3 separate regions of the Ovis aries genome follow, and all the other regions are linked to region 2. Evidence: chromatin contacts called from public Hi-C data. All regions are on one chromosome and are shown on one strand. Each heading gives the region's core, a stretch centred on a gene start, on an enhancer-like site or on the middle of the called end of the contact. The rest is flanking DNA. Distances are from core to core; before and after follow the strand shown. Region 1 holds the start of ANKRD44 (ankyrin repeat domain 44). Region 2 overlaps ANKRD44 (ankyrin repeat domain 44). Region 3 overlaps ANKRD44 (ankyrin repeat domain 44).

Region 1 (3,920 bases), core at 1,401-3,900, 130 kb after region 2:
AATTATAAAACTCAAAAACAAAAATCTAAATAATAAAACAAAAAAACCCAAGACAACTAGTGATTCAGGTTATTAACACAAGAATGTGTCTTCATACTAAAAGTCCAAGAACTTTGACAAAAACAAGATCCACCTTGCAAACAGGGCATTAAACAAATGAGAGAGAATTAACACGTGATTGTTTTAATACACAGCTGAGTGGAGAGCGAGGCATTTCTACAAACTCGTAAGGTCCAGATCTGAAGCAGGTGGTTCCCTACCATAACGGTGAAGCAAAGCTCCTGTAGTAGGAGTTTAAGCAAAGGATTTTAAGCCTCTGATGAGGTTAAGAACCAGCTTCTAAGAATTTAGAGTTTCAAACTGAAAGGTAAGACTATATAAGGCAAGAAAGACCACACAGTTCCTGGACCTAAGGCCTCCCAGAAACCATAATTGTTCACCACTCTACCCCACCCAGTCCACCTCCTCTCCCTCAGGCTTTGCCCCATAGGCTGTCAACTTCTAGGTGTCCATGAATCTTAGAACTCCTTAGTTTCCTGTTATGCAGCAGGAGATGGAATCAAATAAACATTATACAACCCTTTCTTGCCCTCCACAGTGAGACTAGTTTGTTGGGGGAAGGGTGGGGATGTATTCAAAAACACTTTAAAAGAGAAACTCTTTGAAAAGTTCTACTCGGACAAGTCCTGGAGAATAACTTTCTAAAATCAAAAAATACTTTTCACCAGGGTTGATCCTGATTTAGCAGAGGATGCCTTCTTGTCAGCCTTTCAACACAGCTGATGACAAGACAGCAGGAGATATCAACCATCCCTAGAAGAAAGGACAGAAATCTGGAAGGCAGGAGACAGGAGTGCATCTCTGCCCTACAAGTCCAAGAGCTGTGTCCTTGAGGAAGACTTGCTTCTCTTGTCTAGACCTCAGTTTCTTTGTTAAAAAATTAAGGATTTGGGTGAAGATCACCTTTGGCATCCCTTCCAGCTCTAAAGTTCTATGTAAAATTCTTTTGTGTATGTGAAAATGACAACACCTATTAGAAGCATTTTGTGTACTTTGAAGATGAATATTTAGAGATTAACAGAGAAGTAGAGTAACTTGCAATGGCAAAAGATAACATGACCAAGGCAGACTAAAATCGAAAGATTTAAAACAAATGTCTAACAGTTGTCAAAGTATGTGACTAAAAGGTGGGGGGTTGGGGGTAGGGCTAAACTAATATCAACTTACAAGTACTCTTAAATGCTCTGGAACCAATGGAAACAAATAGATTCATCACTACCAGCTGCTCCTCCTGCTAAATTTAACGATAAGGTTCATTTTAATTCAGTGATCCCTCCCCCATATAAAAAGAAAATTTTTAAAGCCTGTAAATACAGAAAGCAAAGCAAAACTTTGACTCTAAAGGCAGGAGAACAAATTACTGTGGTGATTGATTGCACTTAAGTCTCAGGAAGTTCTGGCTAGATACTGAGGACAGGGAGGCACCAGATGCAACCCACTTGAGAAGTATGAGATGTTTAAACACCAAGGGCTGGCATGTTTGACCGCCTGTGTCAAAGTCAAGTCTGCCTCTCCGCCTACCAGGACCTCAAAACAATGTTCATTTCACTATCCATGAATAAATGGCAAAAGAAATAAAAGGAAGCTGTTTCCTTTTTTCGTAGGAGGAGTTACAGAGTTTTGTCATACAACTTGGCTGGGCGCTTGTGTCAATGCCCTCAGAGCAGCAGCGTCCGAAAAGGTAGGGGTGTCTCGTGCCTCAGACCTCCAGCGAGGACTGTCAACCGAGCTAGCAAACATCCCCACCTCTCCAAGCAAAGGGCTCTAGAGCTACCCCGTGCTATGGCTTAGCCGGAAAGCGACAAAGCTCATCAACACAGGCAGAGGGTAGCCCACCGACTGTGAGTGGAACCCCGGGCCGAACTTCACCTCCTCTAGGGACAGCCGTGCCTGAGATCTCCATCGTGCACGACGCACACACAGCCCCTGGGCTACCAAAGAGGAAGTCAGGGTGTCACGTCAAAAGGATAAAGACAGCCCGACCACACGAGAGCCACGGTCTGGGCCGGTCTCCAGCTTGGCTGGGAAAAGGGTCCCAGGCTGCGATCCTTCTCCCTCTCCATCCACCTTCCTCTTCCCGGCGGCGCGCATCAGCCTCTCTCCCGCCCGCCCGGGCTGGAGGAGCCCAAGCTGCGCAGCGCCGGAGGAGCACCTCGAGCCTCCCCTCCCCCTGCCCAGCCCGGGCCCGTGGACAACGCACCCCCGCACGCCAGCTAGAGCCCCGCCGCCCCTTCCCCAACCCCCGGGGCGCCCCAGCCGCCGAGCCGAGCGCGCAGTTCCGACGGCCCAGGGCGGGGACCGAGCCGGGGAGGAGGGCTGCAGCCGCCGGCTTTCGGAGCAGCCGGCGGCCGCACACACTCCTCCCCTTCGCCGCGAGTAAACAGCTCGCGGGCGCGCTCCGTGCCGCGCCCCCATCCCCCTGCCGGGGCTCCGCGCCGCCCTGCGCCCGCGCGTCCCGCCCGCCGGCGCCGCCGCCCCCTACCTGGTCGGTGAGTTTGAGCACTGCCATTCTTCCGCTCCTTCGCGCGCACACACATACAGGTCCCCGGTCCGCAGATGTCACGCCAGGAGCCGGGGAAGCGGAAGGGATTGCCAAGGGAAGGGAAAAAAATCTGGCTCCCGAATTTGACAGCCCTCCCCCTGCTCCTCCTCCTCCTCCGCCTTCTCCTCCTCCTCCCGCCGAGAGGCTGACACTGGCTAGTAGGGTTTGCAGCCGAGCCCGCCCGCCTTTATACAGGAAGTACCGGCTGCTGCCAGCCGGGCCGCCACTGACATCACCGCGCGTTGCCTCGCTCGCCGCCGCGCCGCCTGGGCCGACGCTGCCTCCTGCCGCCCGCGGGCGCGCCTCGCAGCCCGCGGCTCAGGGTGCTCCCCGGCTCCCGCACCGGGCGCGCCACGGTAGGGTCAGACTGCCGCCTGCTTTCCGCACCTGCACACTGCGCGCGGGCTAGCGGGACCGGGCCCCCCGGTCGCCCACGCTGCCCCCCACGCAGAGCGTACACGTTTAGAGGCCCCCGGGCTGGGGAGGGGTGGGGGGTTGCTGATCGTGACCCCTCCCCTCGCCCTGTCTCACACACCGTCCCCCCCCCCACACACACACACACACAACCTCGTGAGCACTCCCTGTGGATACACCCGAGGGGCAATAAAGGCTGCATTCACTTGTAGCCAATTTCAAATCAGGAGATTGGACCACACGCCTTCCTCTAAACCTCTCCCTAGTCCGGAATCCGCCCAGCTCTTCAAATCATCCCACCTGGTCAGGGACCGCAAGGCTGGTGCTCTCTTTGTTTAATACAAGGAGACCCTGACTCATTCTTTAGCTAGTTTTTGTGAAACTCTTGGAGGGTAGGGAGGTGGGGCTCTGGCCCTTTTACCTTGTTCTCCAGCTACCTCCCTGCTAGACACGCAGAACCCCATCGTTAAATTCAAACATTGGGTTTTGATTTGGGGACGAAGAAGATGGAGCAACGTTACAGGAGAAGAAAAGGTCTTGTACTGCTGCGTTAATTGGTTTTTTGAGGGTTTCCACCAGTTGACCCACTCATTTCTACAAAATCCAGTTACCCTACTCTTCAACAGATAGAAGACCCAGCTGTAAAAGAGCATGGGACACACACACAACAGTAGTATATGTAATCATAGTAAAGTGTTAACCAGACCACCTGACCTGCCTCTTGAGAAATCTGTATGCAGGTCAGAAAGCAACAGTTAGAACTGGACATGGAACAACAGACTGGTTCCAAATAGGAAAAGGAGTACGTCAAAGCTGTATATTGTCACCCTGCTTATTTAATTTATATGCAGAGTACACCATGAGAAACACTGGACTGGAAGAAACACAGGCTGGAATCAAGATT
Region 2 (4,093 bases), core at 234-2,733:
TGTGACTGATCCCGAAGGAATGCCGACCAAGGAAAACCACTGAAGAGGACAGCTCAGTGTCAGCAACATACTTGATAACAGAGTAGAGGAGCAAATGATCCTTATACTCACCTGAGGAAGGGAAAGGGGGATGTGAAGAGGGAGGCTGTAAGAGGTACGAGTGGAGGAAAGGGTCTGTGGACCCAGAGGAGCCACACGACCAACCTAAGAACTCAGGCTCCTCTTAGGCTTGCTGTCCACTCATTTAGCCACTCACACTCATTCCTTCCTCTCTCCTTATCCACCCTTCTCTGCTGTCACATCCAACCGCTGCCACACATCCAACAGCAACGACAAAGCACTTCCCGCAGCAGCCTCAGTGTATACCTCACTTCCTTAGTCCCTCATGATTCACACAGGCCCCTAAACAGTGTCCCAGCTTTTCCATTTCAGAAATACGACATAGTATGATTTCTCACTTGTTGCCTTCTCTGCCACACTGTAAGCTCACGAGGGAAAGAGCTATCTTTTCAACTGCTGTATCCCCAGCACCTTACATAGGATCCAGACTCAGTAATTAACTGTCAAATTAACAACACACTACACAGATGACTAAGGGGTATCACTTGAATTACCTAAAACCAGAAATTGGTATAGCCAAGACAGCAACTTGTTCACCAAAGTCACTGTTCTCTGACACTTTGGGGACACAGTTACACTAACTTCCCAACCTCTTCTGTAGTTAGCTGTGGCATGGGATGAGTTCTGGGCAGTGGGATGTGAGTAGAAGTGATTATGCCACAGCCAAGCTGTCCCATAAAATCTTCCCAGGCTTTGCCTCCACATTCTTTTTTTCCCTTCTTGTTGGACTGTTGACACACCCCTTGAATGACCTTAGAAGCTACATGCTGATACCTGGGACTCTATGTAGAAAAGAACCACCGCTCTAATCTGCTCATAAGAGAACTAAACACCTCTTATGTTTGAGCCATCTGTGTGTTATAGCAGTTAACCTCCCCTAATCTTTACCAGCTAGCAGCTGTTTGTCACTTTCCTAAGGAAAAATTAAAGGCTTTCAGAGGACAGTACACTCTTTCTTGGTACACAGGACTGCAAAAGTCCTGCTTGTTGATGATTATCAGGGAAGATAGTAACCTTGCCTTGGGCTGGCCTGGGTGGGGCCCACAACACAGAACAGGCTGGATGAATTCTGGTGGTGTCAGAACACAGATGATCAGCTTGCTTGCCTCGCCTCCTCTCAGAAGTATAGGGCCCCATGGGCCCTAGACAAATGCCCAGTTGCCTTCTCAAGTAGTCTGGCCCTGACCACATCTGTGCTTACCTGGCTAAAATGTCACACCACATTGCTCTGCTGTTGTCAGTGCCAGTTGGGGAGAAACTGCCAAGAGCTTTTTCAAAAAGCCACAGCAACCTACATTGCCACTAAACAATGGGTGGCAGTGATGACTCGCCTTCTGAATAAAACATGTGGCGGAGCGGACAGAGATGCAACCTCAGACAGAATGCATTTCCCAGTGGCAAAGCTCTTCTTGTACCGTAGATGTGTCTGAGTCTGTTGTTTCTCCTGAACACTTGGGACTTCAAAGAGAACTCCTCTCCCTGACAGACTGGAGCATGTAGGTAATTGCATTATATTAAGAGAATTAGTAGCATGTACTATACATAATTGCTTGTTCAATCTAGGTCTAGGAAACTATTAAAAGGATAAATTATTGACTAACTCTTTTCACCTTTCCTCAGTGCAGGTTTATGTCAAGAACTTCCAGATTCAGTGGTTCTTAATCTTTAGGGGATCATGAACCCTTTTAAGAGTTTGATGAAATGCCTTGACCCTTTCATTACACAAATTGTCCACAAGTGCATGCACACATTACGTACGACTTCAGGGTACACACAGGATGCCAAGTTCATCCACTCATTCCGGGTTCATGGACCCTCTAGTGCAGAGGGCAGCAAATTTTCCCTCCAGAGGGCCGGAGAATAAATATCTGGGGTAGGCCACATACTGTCTCTGTCACAGCTGCTCAACTCTGCTCCTGCAGTAGGAAAGCTGTCCTTCCCGTGTTCCAAACAAACTTAATTTGTAGATATCAAAATTTGAACTTCATACAATTTTCCTAAGTCACAAAATATTCTTTTTTTTTCATTCTTTTTTCAGCCATTTAAAAAATTAAACCATTCCTAGCCAGTAGCTTGTACAAAAACAGGTGACAAACCATAGTTTGTCAACTCCTGTTTGTAAGGCATGGGTTCTCTAGAACAAAGTTTCTATCTCTATTTTCACTGACTTCTAACTGAAACTTCCCATTTCTTCACATTATGAATGCAGGCAGCAAACCTTAGTGTTGGCAGAAATCACAGGCACATTCATGCCACGTTACAGTGGTGGCAGATAACACAAAATATTGATCAGGCTCACCATTATTTTTAAATTATGGCCATTATTAGATCTCCTACTGTATCTTACCATTTAAATGTGTTGATAAACACATATATTATTATATGAAAATTTTGATTCAATAACTATATTTCAAAATAATTGATTTCCATTTGAATCCTATATATTTTATTTAGAGCATTTCAAAACAGAATTCTGAGAAGTGGGCCAGGGCTTTCACCAGACACCGAAAAGGTCCATGGCACAGAAAAGGTGAAGAGGGTCTGGGGAGGCAAAGCCAGAGCATCTCCTACCAGAGCATTCACATCTTCTGTTTTGTGGATGAGCATCCGTATCTCCTCTGGATCACCGCTGAAGATTGCTTGGACCAGTGGTGGCTGTAAACACAGGAGAACTGGAATTAGAACTGTAATTAAATAACTGGACTGCACTCAGATGCAGATGGCTAGAAGATCTATTCCCCAAAAGTTTATTCAACAATTATCAATTGGCAGACAAAGATGAACATGGCCTGGGTCCACCCTTGCTCGAAGTCCAGCAGGGGAGTTATTTGCATCAAGAAATAACTATAATATGATTTGAAAGCCATGACAGACAGTCACATCTAATCTGGGGCTATGAGTGTAACACGAAAATCACCACTAGTTGAAAATGTCCTTGGATGGTCCTTAAATTACCTATCAAGCAAACTACCAAATCTGTGTTTTTGTGCATAGGGTCCCCTGCCATTCCCCAGCTTCTCATTAGACAATGCTCCTTGGACCTTTTAAACGATTCTGTTCCTAGAGGATGTCAGTGGCCATGTTTCTGGCCTCCTGAACACTTGTTTTTTGTCAAAGTTTGGAAAAGCCTTTAAACCATTCCCCTAACACTTCCCATAGCTTAGCCAATGAGCACTGAGTGTTTTAGAGGTGATTACTTAAAGTGTCTATCTACAATGCAAGAGACCTGGGTTCAATCCCTGAGTCAGGAAGATCTCCTGGAGAAGGAAATGGCAACCCACTCCAGTATTCTTGCCCAGAAAATCCCATGGACAGAGGAGCCTGGTGGACTACAGTCCATGGGATCACAAAGAGTTGGACACGACTGAGTGACTTCACTTCACTTCACTTTCCCATCTATTCAAAGTAAGTGGTATAACAGTGGGGTGGGGAGGAAGAAAGAGGCCTTACTGAACATGCATCATTGAACTCACCCAGATTAAACAAGCCCAACATGTGGTAGAAGGATTTATAAACTTGATGGAAAGCCAGCTGAAAGAAAAACTGGCTCTGCTTGGGTGGTAGGGTGAGAAAAGTGTCCAGAAAAGCTTCATGGAAGGCACCTTCATGAATGCCTTTGAGTTTGCAAAGAGGAGGAAGGATATGGTAGCCAGGGAATCAGTGTAGAAAGGTGTGGATATGCAAAGAACCTGATATGTTAGAAATGCTGCCATCAACCTGGTGACCAGGGTGTGGGAGAAAAGAGCAAAAGGGGTGGGCTCTGGGGTTGGTGTTGGGCTCCCCACCTGGTGAAGGATCCGGTTCAAAGCCAGTTCTGCCGCTTGCCAGTTACATGTTGAGCCCATTTCCTGTGCGTAATCTGGGGCCAAACATGATCTTTGTTGTCCAACCCATCAGAGGGTTGGTTTTAGGAACAACTGAGATAGTATATAGGAAAACCTTCTATAACCCCACATGCTGCGTGCTAATTCAC
Region 3 (4,493 bases), core at 50-2,549, 80 kb before region 2:
AGATCTTTGCCTGGGCTCATCTACTTCTAAGGCCAGTTCTTAGTTGATTCTTTTTTTTTCTCATGGAGAAAGAGATGGGTGGCAAGAGGTTGGGTATTAAGAGTGTCATAGCAGTCACTGTGGGGCAGCTTTGTTTATATGCTATAGGTAGAAAAGGAACTCATTTCAAAAAGTCATTAAAACCAATGAAGGTCAAAAAGCAAGTACTTTTTATTTAGCTTTTACAAGTTAGAATTAACAATATTCAGGTTGAGACTAGAGATCCTACTGAGTTTCACTATCTGCCTGAGAAATTTTTCACGCAGGGATGGGGGTGGTGGGTTTTTCTTTGCTGTTGCTGCTCCTAGAACTTCAGACGGATATAAAACATTCCTTGAATTCTCAAAGGAGAAAGTGAAAGTGAAGTCGCTCAGTTGTGTCTGACTCTTTGCAACCCCGTGGACTGTAGCCCACCAGGCTCCTCCGTCCATGGGATTCTCCAGGCAAGAATACTGGAGTGGGTTGCCATTTCCTTCTCCAGGGAATCTTCCCGACCCAAGGATGGAACCCAGGTCTCCCCCATTGCAGGCAGATGCTTTAACCTCTGAGCCACGAGAAGGAATGTTCAATTCTCTCACTTATTCTAAGCTTTGCTTTTAGAAAAATATTTCTTCATTTCTAGTCTCCTTAACAATTCTAGGTACATTTCCCTACCAGATTTAGGGCATGGAAAATTTTTTTACCTGGAACACTTAAGAGACTCTCCTATTGACTTATGGTTCTGCCATAGGTCATGAAGCAAAACCAGTAAGGACTAAGAATATTTTATGACAAATATAAGTACTCTTTCAGGGCAGTATTCACCATCATCCAAGAAAGATTAATCCTTGCACTAAATAGAGCATTTCAATTTTCTTGACCAATATCCTCAGAAATCCATTCATTTTTTTCTTCCACTTCTAATGCCTTCTTTCTTTGTGTGCTCAGTTGTGTCTGACTCTTTGAGACTCCATGAATTGCAGCCTGCCAGGCTCCCCTGTCCATAGGATTCTCCAGGCAATGATACTGGAGTGGGTTGCCATTTCATCCTCCAGGGGATGCTCCCAACCCAGGGATCGAACCTATGTCTCCTGTGGCCCCTATACTGGCAGGAGGATTCTTTCCTACTAGCCACCTGGGAAGCCCTGCCTTCTTTCTTCATCCTCCCTCAAACCTTCTCTAAGCTTAAATACACAGCTACTCCCCAGGAACCTGAAGGCGCTGTGTTCTCCATGAACAGTACCCCTGTTGTCAGGCAGCTCAGTGGACAATAAAGCCTTTACAGCTGCAGTTCCCAACCTTTTTGGCACCAAGGACTGATTCCATGGAAGACAATTTTTCTAGGGACCGGGGTGGGAGTGGGAAAGATTTTGGGTCAATTCAAGCACATTACATTTATTGTGCACTTTATTTCTATTATTATTACATCAGCTCCACCTCAGATCATCAGGGATTAGATCCAGAGGTTGGGGACTCCTGTTCAAGAGGATAATGCTAAGGTCAGCTGGAGGAGGGGGCATCAGATATGGTCAGAAACCCAAAAGGGCTTCCTAACTCAATGGAAGAGCAATCTAATACCTTGGTTTGCAAAAAGCTATAGATGGTCAAATTTTTAATGGTTCAAAAGTGGGAGATGGTATGTGGTTACCTCAGACCTTAACCTCCCTGCTTTGCTCACTTCCTCTCCCAAGTTCCAAGGGACATGTCGCTCTTAATACTTACTCTTGCTTATTCCAATTTCATCTTCAACCTCTGCAATGCAATTATAGAATACAATTTGGTCCTAGTACACAGAAAAAGAGAGCTGGTCTGCTTTAGTAAACTGTGATGGGCTTTAAGTTAAGTGATCTAAGGGCCCATGGGCAGAAAAGAATTGAGACCATAGGCAGGTGGTATGTTAGTGACCAGGAGGTATGTGACCTGGCAATGGTGATTTTTGAACCTATTTTTCTAAGTCATATCCAGTGAAGCCATATGTAACTATTTTTTTTAAAGCTTAGTTTGAAAGCTTGCCAAAAAAGAGCCTTGAGATGCTACAGAAATAACAATGTGTTCTCTACTAGAGAAGAGAAATTATTTCATATTTTCTCATGCTCGTCCTATTTGCAAAAAACAAGTAAACTGTCAACAGCTTATTGTATAAAGTATTGCATCTCTATTATTTTATAATAATTAAGCTTTCTGACATCACTATATTCAAAATCAAAGACAGGGCCATGGTCAATTTAAGCAAAATGAGGGGCTTTAAAATGCATGCCGGACACACAGTCTTTCTCTCATCTCCATCATCTTGAAATTTCTCAAGATGACACTCTCAGTGTTTTGGGAGGACAGAGGAAAACAAAGTGAACATGTGAATAGGAACTGGCTACACTTCAATATGCTATTTCCTTAGAACTTTGACAAATCTAAACAAATACAAACTGTCTTGCAATTTACAAACACTTTCAAAATCCAAGGGCAATGTGGTGCAGAATGATAACAGCCTCCACTCAGACTGAATGGCTTCATGGAAACATTAGACGATCCATGCATCCAGAGAGAATCTGGGATAACTAATAAAGAGTCAAGAGAATTCGTATGTAGATAGAGAAGACGAAGGGAGGCTGAGGGAGAAGGCTAGATTTGATTCAAAATCCCATTTACACAGATTGTCTTAATAGTCACTCAGTCGTGTCCAACTCTTTGTGACCCCGTGGACTGTAGCCTACCAGGCTCCTCTGTCCATGGGATTTTCCAGGCAATAGTACTGGAGTGGACTGCCATTTCCTTCTCCAGAGGATCTTCCCAACCCAGGGATTGAACCCGGGTCTCCCGTATTGTAGACAGCCGCTTTACCATCTGAGCCACCAAATTAGATAATACATAAACACAAGTCTCAGACGTTTTTTTTGTTTGTTTGTTTGTTAATGGTGCCTCTTAAACTTTATTGATAATTAGCAGTCTACAGGAAAAATTAACTATTAAAGTAGCTATGCTTTCCATGTCCATTTTGTACGGGAGAAGAAAAGGCTGCCATAAACCAAGACACTATACTTAGTTGAAGTCCCTTATCCAGTCTGAACTGGCCACTAATCAGTTATCTGGGAGGAGTAGGTATGTGTGGCAGAAAGTGGGCTTCCAGCTTCAGTATCAGGCACACTGAAAACATCAGTTGGCATGTTTTACAGAGGCAATGGAGAGCATCAGATAACCCTGTGAATCAATTAGGTGAGGCTGGTGAAGAGAGATACTTTAACTTCAATAATATTCCTTTCTTTGGAGGATCCACAGTATGTCCCTCAGGCACCAGAAAGGCAAGAAAAGTGTCACAAGTCTTGGGGACACTGGTGGTTGAGCCACCTGTTTGCCTCCTGTCCCCTCACCACCGTCCTCTAGGACTTTAACCCCACATGTTGGCTCTTTCCCCCACCCAGGCCTCTTTGTTGCCCCTAAAGACCTTCATCTTACCTTCACATAGGACCTTGGATGGAGCCCCTTTACAAGATCTAGAACTCTGAAATTCTTTTCGTCTAGTTTACTTTTTCATTTCCGTCTGCATTCTACCTTCACAAAGACACTACTTCTGTTTCCTTCTCCTATCTTCTCTCTTTTCATCTCTTTCTCTAGTTCTTCCTCCTCCTGCTGATCCTGAGAGTAAAGAGGTACTAGAGACCTGCATCCCCTTCTCTACTGGTGCTGTGACGTACTCTCTCCCTCGGTGATCTCAGCATTTTCTCCTGGTCTCCACTATCAATCACCTCTGCGTGAATGAGGCAACCTAGGCATGTTCTTCTGTTCTCCACTGCTCCCCACTGTTGGTTGTCTTGTACTGGCTGTATCAAAGGCTCAAAATCAGCTTCTCAAGAACTAAACTCACTAGTTTTACCTCCTACGCCTACTCTTTCTCCTGACATCCTTCTTAATAACAATAATCATTTATGAAAGGGAGGGAATATACGTATACCTGTGGCTGATTCATGTTGATATATGGCAGAAACCAATACAATACTGTAAACCAATTATCCTCCAATTAAAAATAAATTTAAAAAACATTTATGGAGTACTTCCTATATGGCCAGCATTGTTCCAAGTAATTTATGTGAGATAACTTTAATCCTCACAGTGGTTCCATTTAGAAGATACTATTGTTTCCCTAATTTTACAGATAAAGTGAGATACACGGAGAAGTTGTTTATGCCTATGTATTTACTAAAAGTCAAGACCAGGGTGAGATTCTAGGCAGTCTAGAACTGGACACCGAATCATTATGCTATACTACCTACCTCTCCTTAGCCAGATTTCAATCCTCTTCCATCTCCTGCCCAACCAAATCCCACTGATTTCCTTTCTACAAAGCCTCTCCCTTTATTGACTGTCCCCATTCCCTGTCCTTATTATCTCTTATCCTTTTATCTAGACTTGTTCTATTGGCTTCCAGTTATCCTCTACTTGTCACCTCCCCAGGTCCACTATATCTGATTTTTTTTTTTAAT

The links. Hi-C and Micro-C count contacts between places; a contact is called where the count stands out from the background.
Region 1: a contact with region 2 is called in a Hi-C map of hypothalamus, with 4 times the contacts expected there. The contact joins the promoter of ANKRD44 here to the enhancer-like site in region 2. A contact is called at or near these places in 11 of 16 Hi-C or Micro-C datasets (blood, hypothalamus, liver and 5 more).
Region 3: a contact with region 2 is called in a Hi-C map of hypothalamus, with 3 times the contacts expected there. The contact joins two enhancer-like sites. A contact is called at or near these places in 5 of 16 Hi-C or Micro-C datasets (blood, hypothalamus, liver and 2 more).

The regions. Positions count from the first base shown.
Region 1 is chr2:199,623,400-199,627,319 of ARS-UI_Ramb_v3.0, forward strand. It overlaps ANKRD44 (ankyrin repeat domain 44), which reads right to left and starts at 2,651. Exons shown (of 28, transcript XM_042244028.2): 1 at 2,543-2,651. The coding sequence starts at 2,569.
Region 2 is chr2:199,498,773-199,502,865 of ARS-UI_Ramb_v3.0, forward strand. ANKRD44 (ankyrin repeat domain 44) reads right to left here. Exons shown (of 28, transcript XM_042244028.2): 2 at 2,692-2,775. Among named protein-coding and RNA genes, the nearest start is that of ANKRD44, 130 kb to the right of the region's middle. Within about 2 kb of position 1,484, at least 12 of the 54 cell types and tissues checked have an H3K27ac peak or open chromatin away from gene starts, as enhancers often do. A contact at or near this core is called in hypothalamus, where this site is marked.
Region 3 is chr2:199,418,837-199,423,329 of ARS-UI_Ramb_v3.0, forward strand. The region is part of intron 8 of ANKRD44 (ankyrin repeat domain 44); the gene reads right to left. Among named protein-coding and RNA genes, the nearest start is that of PGAP1, 160 kb to the left of the region's middle. Within about 2 kb of position 1,300, at least 7 of the 54 cell types and tissues checked have an H3K27ac peak or open chromatin away from gene starts, as enhancers often do. A contact at or near this core is called in hypothalamus, where this site is marked.